Regions from separate parts of the Mus musculus genome. Here all the other regions are linked to region 3. Evidence: chromatin contacts called from public Hi-C and HiChIP or PLAC-seq data. All regions are on one chromosome and are shown on one strand. The core of a region is the stretch at or near the end of the contact, and the rest is flanking DNA. Distances in the headings are between cores, read along the strand shown.

Evidence for each region. Hi-C and Micro-C count contacts between places; a contact is called where the count stands out from the background. HiChIP or PLAC-seq counts read pairs in DNA pulled down with a chosen protein or histone mark.
Region 1: a contact with region 3 is called in an HNF4G HiChIP or PLAC-seq map of pancreatic cancer cells. The contact joins two enhancer-like sites. A contact is called at or near these places in 3 of 39 promoter capture datasets (the C10 cell line, HPC-7-derived erythroid cells and second pharyngeal arch cranial neural crest), 1 of 15 datasets of contacts at CTCF or cohesin (the NIH/3T3 cell line), 4 of 484 Hi-C or Micro-C datasets (the AML12 cell line, the N1E-115 cell line, cortical neurons and 1 more), 3 of 115 datasets of contacts at active chromatin or transcription factors (embryonic stem cells, microglia and pancreatic cancer cells) and 2 of 9 other capture datasets (adipose tissue and liver).
Region 2: a contact with region 3 is called in a Hi-C map of bone marrow-derived macrophages, with 42 read pairs. The contact joins two enhancer-like sites. A contact is called at or near these places in 5 of 39 promoter capture datasets (the C10 cell line, the HPC-7 cell line, liver and 1 more), 4 of 15 datasets of contacts at CTCF or cohesin (CD8 T cells, large pre-B cells, pro-B cells and 1 more), 59 of 484 Hi-C or Micro-C datasets (B cells, the C10 cell line, the C2C12 cell line and 39 more) and 10 of 115 datasets of contacts at active chromatin or transcription factors (CD4 single positive thymocytes, the HPC-7 cell line, a beta-TC-6 cell line and 5 more).

The regions. Positions count from the first base shown.
Region 1 is chr11:103,379,431-103,383,667 of GRCm38.p6, forward strand. Plekhm1 (pleckstrin homology domain containing, family M (with RUN domain) member 1) reads right to left here. Exons shown (of 12, transcript NM_183034.2): 6 at 604-922. Among named protein-coding and RNA genes, the nearest start is that of Arhgap27, 18 kb to the left of the region's middle. Within about 2 kb of position 2,686, at least 235 of the 459 cell types and tissues checked have an H3K27ac peak or open chromatin away from gene starts, as enhancers often do. A contact at or near this core is called in the N1E-115 cell line, the NIH/3T3 cell line, adipose tissue and 2 more, where this site is marked.
Region 2 is chr11:103,286,456-103,290,948 of GRCm38.p6, forward strand. No RefSeq gene overlaps it. Among named protein-coding and RNA genes, the nearest start is that of Map3k14, 21 kb to the left of the region's middle. Within about 2 kb of position 2,081, at least 30 of the 459 cell types and tissues checked have an H3K27ac peak or open chromatin away from gene starts, as enhancers often do. A contact at or near this core is called in the C2C12 cell line, the G1E-ER4 cell line, bone marrow-derived macrophages and 1 more, where this site is marked.
Region 3 is chr11:103,156,949-103,161,133 of GRCm38.p6, forward strand. No RefSeq gene overlaps it. Among named protein-coding and RNA genes, the nearest start is that of Gm51919, 12 kb to the right of the region's middle. Within about 2 kb of position 2,618, at least 160 of the 459 cell types and tissues checked have an H3K27ac peak or open chromatin away from gene starts, as enhancers often do. A contact at or near this core is called in the C2C12 cell line, the G1E-ER4 cell line, the N1E-115 cell line and 6 more, where this site is marked.

The sequences.
Region 1 (4,237 bases), core at 1,436-3,935, 220 kb after region 3:
CAAGCTAATCTTTAACTCACTCTGTGTTCTATAAGCTTGAGAACTCCCTGCTTCCACCTACTGAGCAGCTGATATCACAAGACTTTAGAACCCGGCTGGGCTAATTTAATTGAGAATATTTCCATTTCAATATATGACATAAGCTAGGAGCGGTGGGACTCACCTGAACCCAGTGCCTTGTCAATTTGAGGCCAATCTCATCTAGATGGTAAGCACTAGGCAAGACAGGGCTATATACTAAGACTCTATCTCAAAAGACTTTTAAAAAGAGGTATTTTTATATTCTGTAATCGGGTCTTTTGTTTGTTCTTGTTTTCCTGAGGCACAGGCAGCATAACTGATGGCTCTGCTGAGCCTGCTGAGCGAGGAATCCTCAGAAAGTCTGGCACTGCTCTAGTGAGCTAGCAAGTCCGTAAGCAAGCACAGCAGTTTTCCCCAAGTGCTGTTGTGCGGGTCTAAGTGTCCTTGTACCTTACCTCTACAGTCTGGGCAAGGACTGACTCTGGAAGGACACACTACCTGTTTACAACGGCAAAGAGGACTGATTGAGAGCTGCCTTTTGAAAGACACTGTCCCTGGGGATGGGACTCTACAGTCACCTACCCATTTGCCTTCGGTGCACCACACAGAAGTTTTTATGGTCTTGTGTCACCCCTGGAGCTGGGGCTGGGGCTGGGGCTGGAGCTGGAGCTGGGGCTGGAGCTGGCTGGGCATTTCCACAGGCCTGTGAGGGCACACATGCTTTGTCTAATGCCCCCAAGGAACAGCTCTTTCTTGGTCCTTGAGAAAAAGGCCCGTGGAGAGCAGCCCTTGACTCTGGAGTGTCTTGCACAGGAGATGTGCAGAGACCTGCAGCGCTCTTTAGAGCAGGCTCCTGGGGAGGTCGGCAGAAGTCATCTTCAGAAATCCAGCTCTTGCCTTTCTGTAAGAAAAGAGGAATGAGGGAGTCCTTTAAGAGTTTAAAAATATTTCATTACAGCTCACCTATAATGAAATTAGACCACTTTACCCATTTTACATTCACATCAGCAATGTACAGCGTTGCTATTACTGGGGCAGGGAGGGCGGGCATGCCCGTGGAGGTCAGAGGACAACTTTAGTCAGGTTTCTCCTTCCATCTGTATGGGGGCCCTGGAGGTTAAATCTCAGTGGCCAGGACTGAGTAGACACCTGCCGAGCATCTCACCAGCAGCTTCCTTCTAACCTCTCCAATCTCTGTCATGAAGTCTTCCTGCCATGCTCATCTGTGAAGTGCTGTCTCACTGTGGTTTTGATTTGCATTTCCTTAATGTCTAATGGCAAGAAAACATCTTTTCGTATTAGTTATCAGTACTTTTCTTTAGATTTTTATTTTTATTTGGGCTTATGGTTTGTTGTTAGGGTTGACTAACTAGTAAACCCTAGTAACTAGTTCAGATGTCCCTGTTGTGGAGCAGGGTGAGCCCTTCATCCAACTGAACTGATATACTTACAAAAAGAGGAGACAGACATAGTGGAGCACACATTTAATTCTAGAGGCAGAGACAGGCAGATCTCTGTGAGTTCTATGGCAGCTTAGTCTACACAGTAAGCTCCAGGACAGACCCTGGTTCAAAACAAGGGAAGAGGAGATGACACACACACAGAGGAAAGTGTCAAGTGGAAGAGAAGCATGGGATGCTGGAGGGAGGGACTGGAGTGATGAACCTACAAGCCTATGCCAAGAATACTAAGAACTGAGAGAAAGAAGAAATTACCCCTCACTGTCTGGAGGAGCCACTGCTGCCGACATCTGGCTCTCCACTCAGCTTCTAGTACTAGCAAGGACTGCACAACTGTTGTTTCCAGCCATCTGATTTATGCTACTTTGTTATAACTGCTTAGGAAATCAATAAAAATTACAAGGGTTCTGGGCAGATTCTGGGTACCAGAACCTTAGCAGGCTATCTGACTGACCAATGACTTCTCTTATTCTATGTGTTGTCTTTTATTTTTTTTACTTATCTCTTCCCTTCCTTTTCTTTTTGAGACAATGTCTATAGGCAAGGTTGGTCTAGAGCTCATTACATAGCCCAGGGCAGCTTTGCAAGAGCCTCCTGCTTTGGACTCTCAGGCACGAGACGCAGGCACAAGCCACCATGCCTGGCTTCTTCTTTTTTCCTTCTTAATGGTACCTTCTGGAGCTCTGAGATGTTTTCTTCCTAAGCTTAATTTAGCCAGCTTGTCTTCTGCTTGTGCTCCTGTTGTCTTATCTCAGAAGCCACCGCAGAAGCCAATGTCACCAAGATTTACTCCCACGTTTTTTACTAAGAGCCTTATTAGCGCTTACATCTCTGTGACCCATTTTGAGTCAGCTTCTATGTAAGGTGTAAGGAGGGCGTGCAACTTGATTCTCTTGCAAGTGGAAATACAAGTGTCTCAGCACTTCGGGCTCTGTGGCCTTGGAGATATGGGGTAAGGGAGGTGTGGTGTGTGAGCTTAGACCTAAATTATTGCTTCTAATTCTGTTCCCCACATTGAGCAGGTCCTTGAAGCCCCAGTAGTAGATCCTGCTCCCTGACAGGGGAAGTTGGGGAGGTCTGGAGTCAGAAGGCCTATGAGAATATCGTTTAGTTCCTATTCTTCACCGTTCTAAGCTCTCTCTGCCTTTCTATGCCTAGACATGGAAGAGAGCAGAGGCAAGGAAGTTGGCTGGCTACACTAAGTGGCTGTCTATACAAAGGAAATGAGTCACACAGGCAGGACCCGCCCCATTGCTCTGGCAAGTGCTACCAATCTAGCTCTGACATTGCTATTTTCAACCCCTAAATCAAGACTGCCCTCCCTGCTGATACAGACAGGGAGGAGGGTTCTGGCTACGGCTGTGTGACAAAGGGGTTGGTTTAGACAGTTTAGACTCCTGAAGCCAAGAGAGACAAGTTCTGATTCAGGTATAGGTATACAGATCTGGGCTCCCAGGGCCTCTGCATGTGACTTTCAGAGTTGGCATGTGCTTCCTTCTACTCGGGACAGGATGATGTGTCAGGCAGGGTGGCTGCTAGGGACCATGCAACACTGGTCTAAACAAAGCCTGTCTGGGTCACCAAGCCCCAGATGATTCCCTGAGGAAAATGGGTGTGAGAAATAGCTCCCAGGAGCCACTTGGCCATCCTGGTGACTTCACACATACCTGGTGACCCTGCCCTGTATAAGCCCTGGTAGGAGAGGACACTGCTCTTGAGGATCCACCAGTCACCACCTGAAAGCTTCTTTACAAGCCCCAACTCAGATCCCCTCATCACCCAGACATCTTATCACCCTATTCAGTGATAGTCTCTGCTCACCCCCATCCTATAAGTCTGAATGATCATTTTCCTCGATAATGTCAAGCAAAAATGCTCAGCATTGAGTCATAAAACACAGACTATTTTCATCACTACTAGGTAGTTTGTGTGAATGTTCAGGCACAAGTATGTGAGCAACTCTGGAGTCAGTTCTCTCTATCGTATTTGGGTTCCAGTGATTGAACTCAGGTCACTAGACTTATATGTCATGTATTTTGACTCCTTGAGCTATCTTGCCAGTCCAAGGGACTAACTTCTGGCTGTCCAAGTGTCTTCAATGTAAAACAACAGAGGTGGGTGGAAGGACCTGGTGGGATGAAGAAAACTGTGGATTTACATTAAGGGAGACTTGCTTCTCTTTCCACTGAAGAGAAGACTAGTAAGAAATGTTCAGAGTCCACTGACCTCACACCAGCCATTGGGGGATGACTCTAGAGAAAGGCTCTGTGAGAAACAATGAGAAGCAGTGTGTGTGTGTGTGTGTGTGTGTGTGTGTGTGTGTGTGTGTGTGTGTGTGTGTGTGTTTGGGGGTGGGAGGGACGGTTCCAGTGAGAGAGCACCGAGGGTGTATCTGCCTCACAGAGGAGGTAGAGAAAGAATACTCCTGCAATAATGGATCTCCGCACTTGCAGGATCACCCTTTTCCCCTTTCTCTTGCCTCTTTCTGCCACCCTCCCACGTATGCTTGCTCAGGGCCCCACATCTGGCCGGCTCTGTTTCTTCAAACTGTGAGGAGATACCGCTGACCTGGGATCTACACCAGAGCAGCATCTGCCATCAGGGATCTAAGTCAGCAGAACGCTGCCTGCGTCACTAGGTGTCAAGAGGCTATGGCTAAGGAACGTAATGGTCTCTGGACCATTTTCCAAAGGACTGGACTTTCTGTTCACTGTTCTCATTATGCCTGCATGTGCAACTGCAGAAGGGGACCCCAC
Region 2 (4,493 bases), core at 831-3,330, 130 kb after region 3:
ACTTTTATGAATTTTTCACACATTAAAAACAAAATGAAAAGGCTCTGGGAGAACGGCCCAGTCCACGAAGTGTTCGCCATGCAAGCACGAGGGCCTGGATCTGATCCTCATCACGAGATAAAACCCAAGTGTGGTGCCAGGCTCGGTGGCAGATCTTTAACTCCAGCACAAGGGAGACAGAGGCAGGTGGAACACTCTAAGTCCAAGGCTAGCCTGGTCCACATAGCAAATTCTAGGCCAGCCAGAACTACACAGAGAAACCCTGTCACAACAGAACAAAAGAAAATAAAAAGCCGGGGCTGGTGAGATGGCTCAGTGGGTAAGAGCACCCGACTGCTCTTCTGAAGGTCAGGAGTTCAAATCCCAGCAACCACATGGTGGCTCACAACCATCCGTAACGAGATCTGACTCCCTTTTCTGGTGTGTCTGAGGACAGCTACAGTGTACTTACATAAAATAAATAAATAAATAAATAAATAAATAAATAAATCTTAAAAGAAAATAAGAAGCCATAAGAGACAAATGTGGTGGCACACACTTGAGGTCCCAGCACGGGAGAGGCTGAACTGGATCCCTGGGGCTCACTGACCTGCCAGCTTCACCTAACTGGCAAACCATAAGTCCCAGTAAGAGACCGGTCTCACAAAACAAGATGGATGGCTACCAAGGAACGACACCTGACAATGACCTCAGGCCTCCAGCTGTATGTGCATATAAATGTGCACATACAGCTGTACACACACACAGGCACACGCACACACACACACGAACATGCACATACACCCTCACAAGTTAAAAAAAAATTGTATTACACAGGAGTTGGTGGGATGGCTCAGTGTGTAGAGGCATTTAGTGCCAAGATCGATGATGACCTGAGTTTAATCCGTAGAACCCACATGGTGGAAGAAGAGAACTGCCTCACGGAAGTCATTCTCTGACTTCTACACATAAGCCACGGTCTTCATGCACACCCGTCTCCCCCATCCCATCCATACCCCACAGAGACAAAAACAAGTAAAATCGTTATTTTAAAACAAGAAATATCATATAAATGTGTTGTTATACAGTTGAATTTTTTCTCCCCTGAAGATTATGGGTCCTGGATACTATGCCTCCTGGGATTAGTAGATCAGTCAGCACCTTGGGGAATGATGTCCCAGTGCTTTCTGGTCCCCTAGAAACTCCATTCCCTGCAGGACATGTAACACAGAAACCAATCCTCAGATGTCACAGGGGGTATTGCTCTACTTAAAATGTAGCCTCACCAAGCTCTAATTTCCCGCTCTAGGATGAAGGCATAGAAGCCTTGCCTGCCTCCGGCTCTTCTCTGAAACACTGTTTGATCAGGGCCTGACCTGAGGAAACCATGGCTCTTTTCATGGCGTGTGAGTCTCTGAGCCCGTGCAGAAGAGAGCCCCAGCTCTACAGTATCTTGCTTTGGGGTATGGAGATATTTCTCCAGCTCCGTAATTTATTTATTTTTGTTTGCTTGCTTTGAGATAGGGCCATTATGTAGCCTAGGCTGTAGTCACATTTATTAAGTAGCTAAGACTGGCCTTCAGCTCTTGATCCTCCTGCCTCCGTGTACCAAGTGTTGGGAATTCCAGGTGTGCACCATCCTGCCCAGCATGTTTGTTTGTTTGTTTGTTTGTTTGTTTGAGACAGGGTCTCACTATGTTATCCTGGCTGGCCCAGAACTCACAATAATCTGCCTGCCTCTGCTTCCTGAGCGCTGGAATTAAAGGCGTAGGCTACCGTTTCCTTTTAGAAAAGAGTTTACTACCTTTAAATATATGTGATTTCACAAATAGAAATGTGGTCACAAATCATCTCCTGTATAACGTTCCAGCAGATTTGGCTTGGCTGAAAGGGTCCTTCCTGAGTGTTAATTGCTTAGCAGCTGGACTCAGGACTTGTGAGAGAAGTTGACATCGAGACCAACTCCCGTCTGGCAGTGCTGGTCGGGGCTAAGGTTTTAATTTCATCGAGGTCTGGATGGACGCCTTCCAGCTCCTCTGACTGAGTTAAACCACTCTGCCGGCTCCTCATTTCCTCATTTCCTGAGAACCAACCGAGGCTGGGTGGCACACGCAGACAGTCCTTGACTCGAGGTGGCTCAGCGCCTCCTCTGCTGGGAAGGCTGGGTGAGGTGGCAGCGCCTGTCACCCTGCTGGTACCCTCGAGGACTCAGATCTGATCTCGTCATTGTTCCTCTGCTCACCTGAGCATCTTCATGCAGTGGCTCTCCCAAGGCACAGTGTCTGAGCAGCCATGAGTCCTTGGAGCCAAGCTGGCTCTTTTCCTGGTTTCTTTTCCTGGCTTCCTGCTACTCTGGCTAGGCAAGCCCTGTAGCTTCGCCCAGTTCCAGCCTCCTGTTGTCTTCCCTTACAGCCTTCAGTGTAGGGAGCTCCCACATTACTGTGTGGGAGAGTGGGTACACAGAGCCCTCTGGTTTAGGAGGTCCCTGAGACCAAGTCGTAACCTGCCCAGCTCACCACTTCACTCCCAGTGCCAGGCCTGGAGGGATTCAGCTAACACTTCCTTCCTGGAAGAAGGGCTTAGCAGAAATGCTAGTCTGGGAATTCAGGTATTCCTATTTCATCTCATCAAGTATTGGCTCACCCACCCGAGTCCCAAGTTCACCACAGGGATGATGAGCCAAGGGAGGTAGCTCACATCCATCATCCCAGCTCTTGGAAGGCTGAAGCAGAAGTGTTGCTGCAAATTTAAGGCCTACAGTCAATTCCAGGCCAGTCTAGACTACAAAATGAGCCCCTGTGTTAAATAAGCAAATTGTACAGGGAGCAAGAACTCCACTCAGCTCCATGGGGAGCTATGGAGGGAGGCAGGCCATGCAAAGCCGTAGGCAGAATGCCTGGTGGTGGAACATCCCTCTAGTGTCAGGGTGAGTGAGACCCACAGGACAGGCAGCTTCAGGACAGACAGACAGAGCAGAAACAAGACCGGAAGGCCGAGGTGCCTGACCTGGCAGGAGAGACAGGAGCTGTGCTATTGACTCAGGCCCCAGCCAATCAAATAAGGCAGAGAAGATGCTCCAGAGTCACCTGTGGTAGTCAGGAGAGAGGATCTGTGGGCCAGCTCAGCAAGGGGAAGGAAGAATGGGGAACCAGCCAGGGAGGCCAAACGGGGCAGGCCAGGCCTTACTCTTGCGGATCCATAGAAAGCCAGGTAGGATTTCCTCTACTGTGGCTGAGAACCAGTCTAGGTGGAGCCAGGGCAGGAAGTGAGCACAGCAGCTCTGGTGGCATTGACTGTGGCCCCTTAAATCCTGGGTCTCAATTTACCAATCTGTGACGTGAGGAAAGATATGATAAAACTCCTTTTTGTTAGGTGTAGTGATGTACACCTGTAGTCCCCGTATTTGGGAGGCTGAGGCAGGACCATCAAGAGTAGCCAATCAGGACTACATACTGAGCCTGCGTCTCAACAAACAAAACAACAAAACCCACAAACAACTGTTCTCAGGAAGCCTGTGAAAACCAGTCATGGGCAAGTAATGAGCATGGTGTCTGGTCCCGGAGAGTTTTACGTTACTGTGTCACCAAATACCAGTGACTGTCACTGATAAGGTATATCTCATTTTTACAAAATATTAGTGTGCGGGGCGGGGGGCGGGGGGGAGGACTTGCCACATGTGGAGGTTCAAGGAAAATGTTTGGGAGTTGGTTCTTGCCTCCTATTTTGCTGAGGTGGGTCTCTCTTGATGGCTCTATTGCTGACCTGGAGGCTAGCTGTCCCGTAGGCTTGCAGATGAGATTACAGATGCACACCACCAACATTCAACTTTTTTTCCTTTTTTGTTTTTGTCTTTTGTTTTGTGTTTTGTTTTGTTTTGGGGACAGGGTTCCTCTGTGTAGTCTTGGCAGTCCTGGAGCTCACTCTGTAGACCATGCCGGCCTTGAACTCAGAGAGGCACCTGCCTCTGCCTCCAGAGTGCTGGGATTAAAGGCATGCACCATCACCACCAGGCCACATCTAGCTTTTGATGTGGATTCCTGGGCTCCAACTCCAGTCGCAGCAAGCATTTCTACCTGGCGAGCTCTCTCCTCGGTCACACATCCCTTTTTTTTTAATTATTATTTTTTTAATTAGGTATTTATTTCATTTACATTTCCAATGCTATCCCAAAAGTCCCCCATACCCTCCCCCACCCACTCCCCTACCCACCCACTCCCACTTCTTGGACCTGGCGTTCCCCTGTACTGAGGCATATAAAGTTTGCAAGACCAAGGGGCCTCTCTTCCCAATGATGGCCGACTAGGCCATCTTCTGCTACATATGCAGGTAGAGACACGAGCTCCGTGGGTACTGGTTAGTTCATATTGTTGTTCCACCTATAGGGTTGCAGACCCCTTTAGCTCCTAGGGTACTTTCTCTAGCTCCTCCATTGGGGGCCCTGTGTTCCATCCTATAGCTGACTGTGAGCATCCACTTCTGTGTTTGCCAGGCACTGGCATAGCCTCACCCGAGAC
Region 3 (4,185 bases), core at 1,368-3,867:
CATATACGCACATTCACATATATACCATGTACATACACACAGTAGTAATAAATACAAAGTAAATCCAGGCATGGCTTTGCACATTTTTATCCCAGTACTTGGGAAGCCAAAGTAAGGCATATCTCTTTGAGTTTGAGGGCTACAGCAAGATCTTGTCTAGAAACAAATGACAGTAAACCCAAACAAAAATCAGCAACACTTCATTTTCCTTTATTTATTTGTTTGTTTGTTTGCTTGTTGGTTTTTTGAGACAGGGTTTCTCTGTATAGCCCTGGCTGTCCTGGAACTCACTCTGTAGACCAGGCTGGCCTCGAACTCAGAAATCTGCCTGCCTCTGCCTCCTGAGTGCTGGGATTAAAGGTGTGTGCCACCACTGCCCGGCACACTTCATTTTCCTATGTAGTCCAGGCTGGCTTTGAACTCTCTGCCTTGCCTGAGCCTGTGAGTGTTGAGATCCACAGGCTGCTACTCCTGGCCTGGTTACTGTTTTCCTTCCCTTTCTAAAATTCAATCTGTTGGAAAGCCAGGTGTCACGGTATCCACTTGTCATCCCAGCCTTTCTTAGAGTGGAGGTAGGAGGATCAGAAGAGAAGGCTGGCCTCAGCTTCATAGTGGTTTGGAGATAGCCTAGACTGCATAAGACCTTGTCTCAAGGAAACCAAACTAAAACACAAACAAACAAACAAACAAACAAAGACACCCCCCCCAACCAGGTTAAAGGTCATGACCAAGTGCTTGAAACCCATCTTTTATTTTTCTCACGTCAGCTTCATTAGGATGAGGTTTCCATGTTTGTTTTGTCAGAGGCTTACTCGGTTAGCTCTTGGCTGGCCTGGAGTTCACTATGTAGAGCAGACATTCCTCAGAATCACAAAGATCTGCCTGTCTCTGCCTCCTAGGTGCTGGGATTAAGGACACCACTGCTACCACTATGTCAACTGTATTTTATGCATGAGAAATTGACTCTAAAGAAGTCACAATTAAAAAAAAAAAGTCAAAATAATCTTTCCCTCCTCCTTATCCTTGTCCCCTCTATTTTTCTTTTCCTCCCCTCTTTCCTCCTCTGCCCAGAAGTCTCTTAAATGCCAAGGACAAATTCTGTCACCTAAAGAATTTCTTTTAAGAGCCTGGCAGTGGTGGTACCTTTAGTCCCAACACTCAGGCAGAAGCAGGTAGATTTCTGAGCTCAAGGCCAGCCTGGTCTGTTCCAAGACAGCCAAGGCTACACAGAGAAAACCTATCTTGAAAAACCTAAAATAAATAAATAAATAAATAAATAAATAAATAAGATACATTTGAAAAAGAACACACTGTGAGCCTATTACAGGGTCTTGGCCTCCCTGTCCCCCAGTCCCGGTAGAAGTAAGGCCCCAGGAAGAAGAACACTGGATGGGTCTGGTGAGACAAATTCAGTAAGGGAATTTTATCCCAGGTAAACTGCTGATCCCAAAGAAGAACGAGGAGTCCCGCGATGTTGGGAAATGTTACTAAAAAGCACTGGTAGACCTGGACCTTTGCACAAGTCACCATAGATATTGGCACCTTTGGTGGTCCCAGACAAGCTCTGTCAGCCTTGCGTGCATCGGTGCATCGGGTAAATCTCCCGAAGGGAACTCAGAAAAGTTGTGGAAGGCCAGCAGAGAGCTGAACGTGGGTAGGCCAGTAGAGAGCTGAAAGTCCCTGCTTCGGAGACTGCAGGAAGACTGTATTGCCTGCCCCTCCTCCACCCCAGCACCTAGACCTGCTGTCAGCCCTTTCCCATGTCTACCCTGCCCCCTGGATCCCACAGAAGGAACTGGAGTCCAGGACTTAGCGTTTCTGAATAGGTCCCAGCAGGGCAAGCGTGGGATGGGCTGAAAACATGTTTGTTTTGAACGACTTAGATAGAGCTGCCCAGGAGGAGGAAAGGGAGGAGGGAGGACAGGGCGGAGGGAAGGGGAAGATTAATTTGCTACTTAGACTCTAGAGCCAGGAATTGAATGAAGCCTGCCCATGCCTCCTCCTCTGTCCTCCACTTGGCATCCTGTGAGGGGTTGGTGGCCTTGGGGCATCGGCTGTAGGGAGGGAAGTCATAGGAAAGGCTGGCAGCCTGAGAGCTGGAGGCCGGGTCCGGGGAGTGTCAGCGAGGCTACACACAGCTCCTGGGCCCTGGGTTCTGGAAGAAAATCCAATGGCTGACCCGCTCCAGGTTCCCATGGCGCTCAGTCAGGTTCTGCCAGTGTTGACTCAACAGCGCCACCTGCCGTCCGGGTCCGCACAGCCCGGGGACCCTGTCGGTGAGTCCTGGCCTGGGTCCTTGGCCACTCCAGCTGTCAGATCAGAAAATGTCGGCAGGCAGGAATGCTCTGAAGCGAGAGGACTCTGCCTTTCCGGCCACCTGTGCCCCTCATTCTACCGCGTGCTCCCGGGACACTGCTGGTTCTCGGCCAGCTCTGGAAGCGAAATAAACAATAACATCTCTAACTTTGGGAGATTCCTGGTTTGGATAGCTGTTTTGCTTTTTTTTTTTTTTTTTTTTTTTTTTTTTTTTTTTTTTTTTTGCCTGCAGACTTTGAGGCTAGAGTGGATTGAACTCAGGACTTCGCGCATGCTAGCAAGCACAGTACCGCTGTGCAGTCTCTTTAGCCTGACTGTCCTGGAGCTCACATTGTAGACCAGGCTGGCTTCAGTTCACAAGGCCTGCTTCACCATGTCAGGCTAGCTGTATTTTTACTTTTGAGATGGGTCTCACGAGTGGCTTGAATTTGCTCCACAGCTCGGGTAAACCTGAGACTTGGAGCTGTTCTGCTGGGATTCCAGACCTATGCTACTTGGATAATTTTTGTGTGTGGCAAAGCGTGTGTGTGTGTACAACATTTAGGAGTCTCTTCTCACCTACCAGGCTTCACACTTGCTGAGCCACCTTCCAGGCTCTTTCACCTTAATTGCCACCCCCCTCCCCGAAAGGCACAGTTTCTCTGTGAGCCCTGGATGTCATGGAATTTGCTCTTAGACCAGGCTGGTTTTGAACCGAAGAGACCCTCCTGCCTCTGCTCTCTGAGTGCTGAGGTTGAAGGTATGCACAGCTACCACCATCACCACCGGCATCACCACTGGAGTACTTAAAAAAAAAAAAAAAAATATATATATATATATATATATGTGTGTGTGTGTGTATGTATATATGTATATGTGTGTATATGTATATGTGTGTATATATGTATGTGTGTATATATGTATATGTGTGTGTATGTGTGTATATATATGTGTGTATATGTATATGTGTGTATATATGTATATTTATGTGTATATGTATGTGTGTATATATGTATATATATGTGTGTGTGTATGTATATGTGTGTATATGTATATGTGTGTATATATGTATATATATGTGTGTATATATATATATATGTATATATATATATATATATATTGTGTGTGTGTGTGTGTGTGTGTGTGTGTTTGTGTGTGTATGTGTGTGTGCATGTGTGCTGTTCTCTCTTTCCACCATGTGGGTCCCAGGGATTAAACTCAAGTCGGCAGGCTTGGCAGCAGGCACCCTTACTTCCTAAGGCCCTTACTTGAATTTTCTTTCCCTGAATCTAGAGCTCACTGATTGGCTGCACTGGCTAGATGATCAGCCTCAGAGATCCGGCTTCTCCTCCTCTCCAACTCTGGATTACAGGCGGACACTACGAATACTGTTTTTTTATTTTTTATTTTTTATTTTTGTAGTGAGTGTTGTGATCTGAACTCATACTTGGGTGGCTATTAGGATATGGAAGATTATAGAAAAGTTTTAAAAAATGATTTCGTTAAAATTTTGCCCTATTTGTTCTCTTTTATCTGTGTATTAAATATATTCTAAGACTTCTGAGGAGGAGGCCGGAGGGCCTGTGCTTAGCACTCACTAAAGGCCACTTAATCACCAGCCGGGCCTCGAGCACATGACCCTCGGCTGGCAAATACTGCAGTGGGCATTTATTTCCCAAGAGCTCTGTCTTGCATCAGCATGGCCTTTTCACCTTCAGGAACTTAACACTAACTTATCCAGTGGTACCCAGTGCTCGGCGAGTCTCTTTTCTCACAGACTCTTTATTTCCTCTGGTGCACCAGCTAGACTGGGATCAGATGTCCGTTCATCATGTCTGTCTTTTTCCTTTGATTTCTTTACTTATTTTGAGACGAGGGACTCGAGCGTTA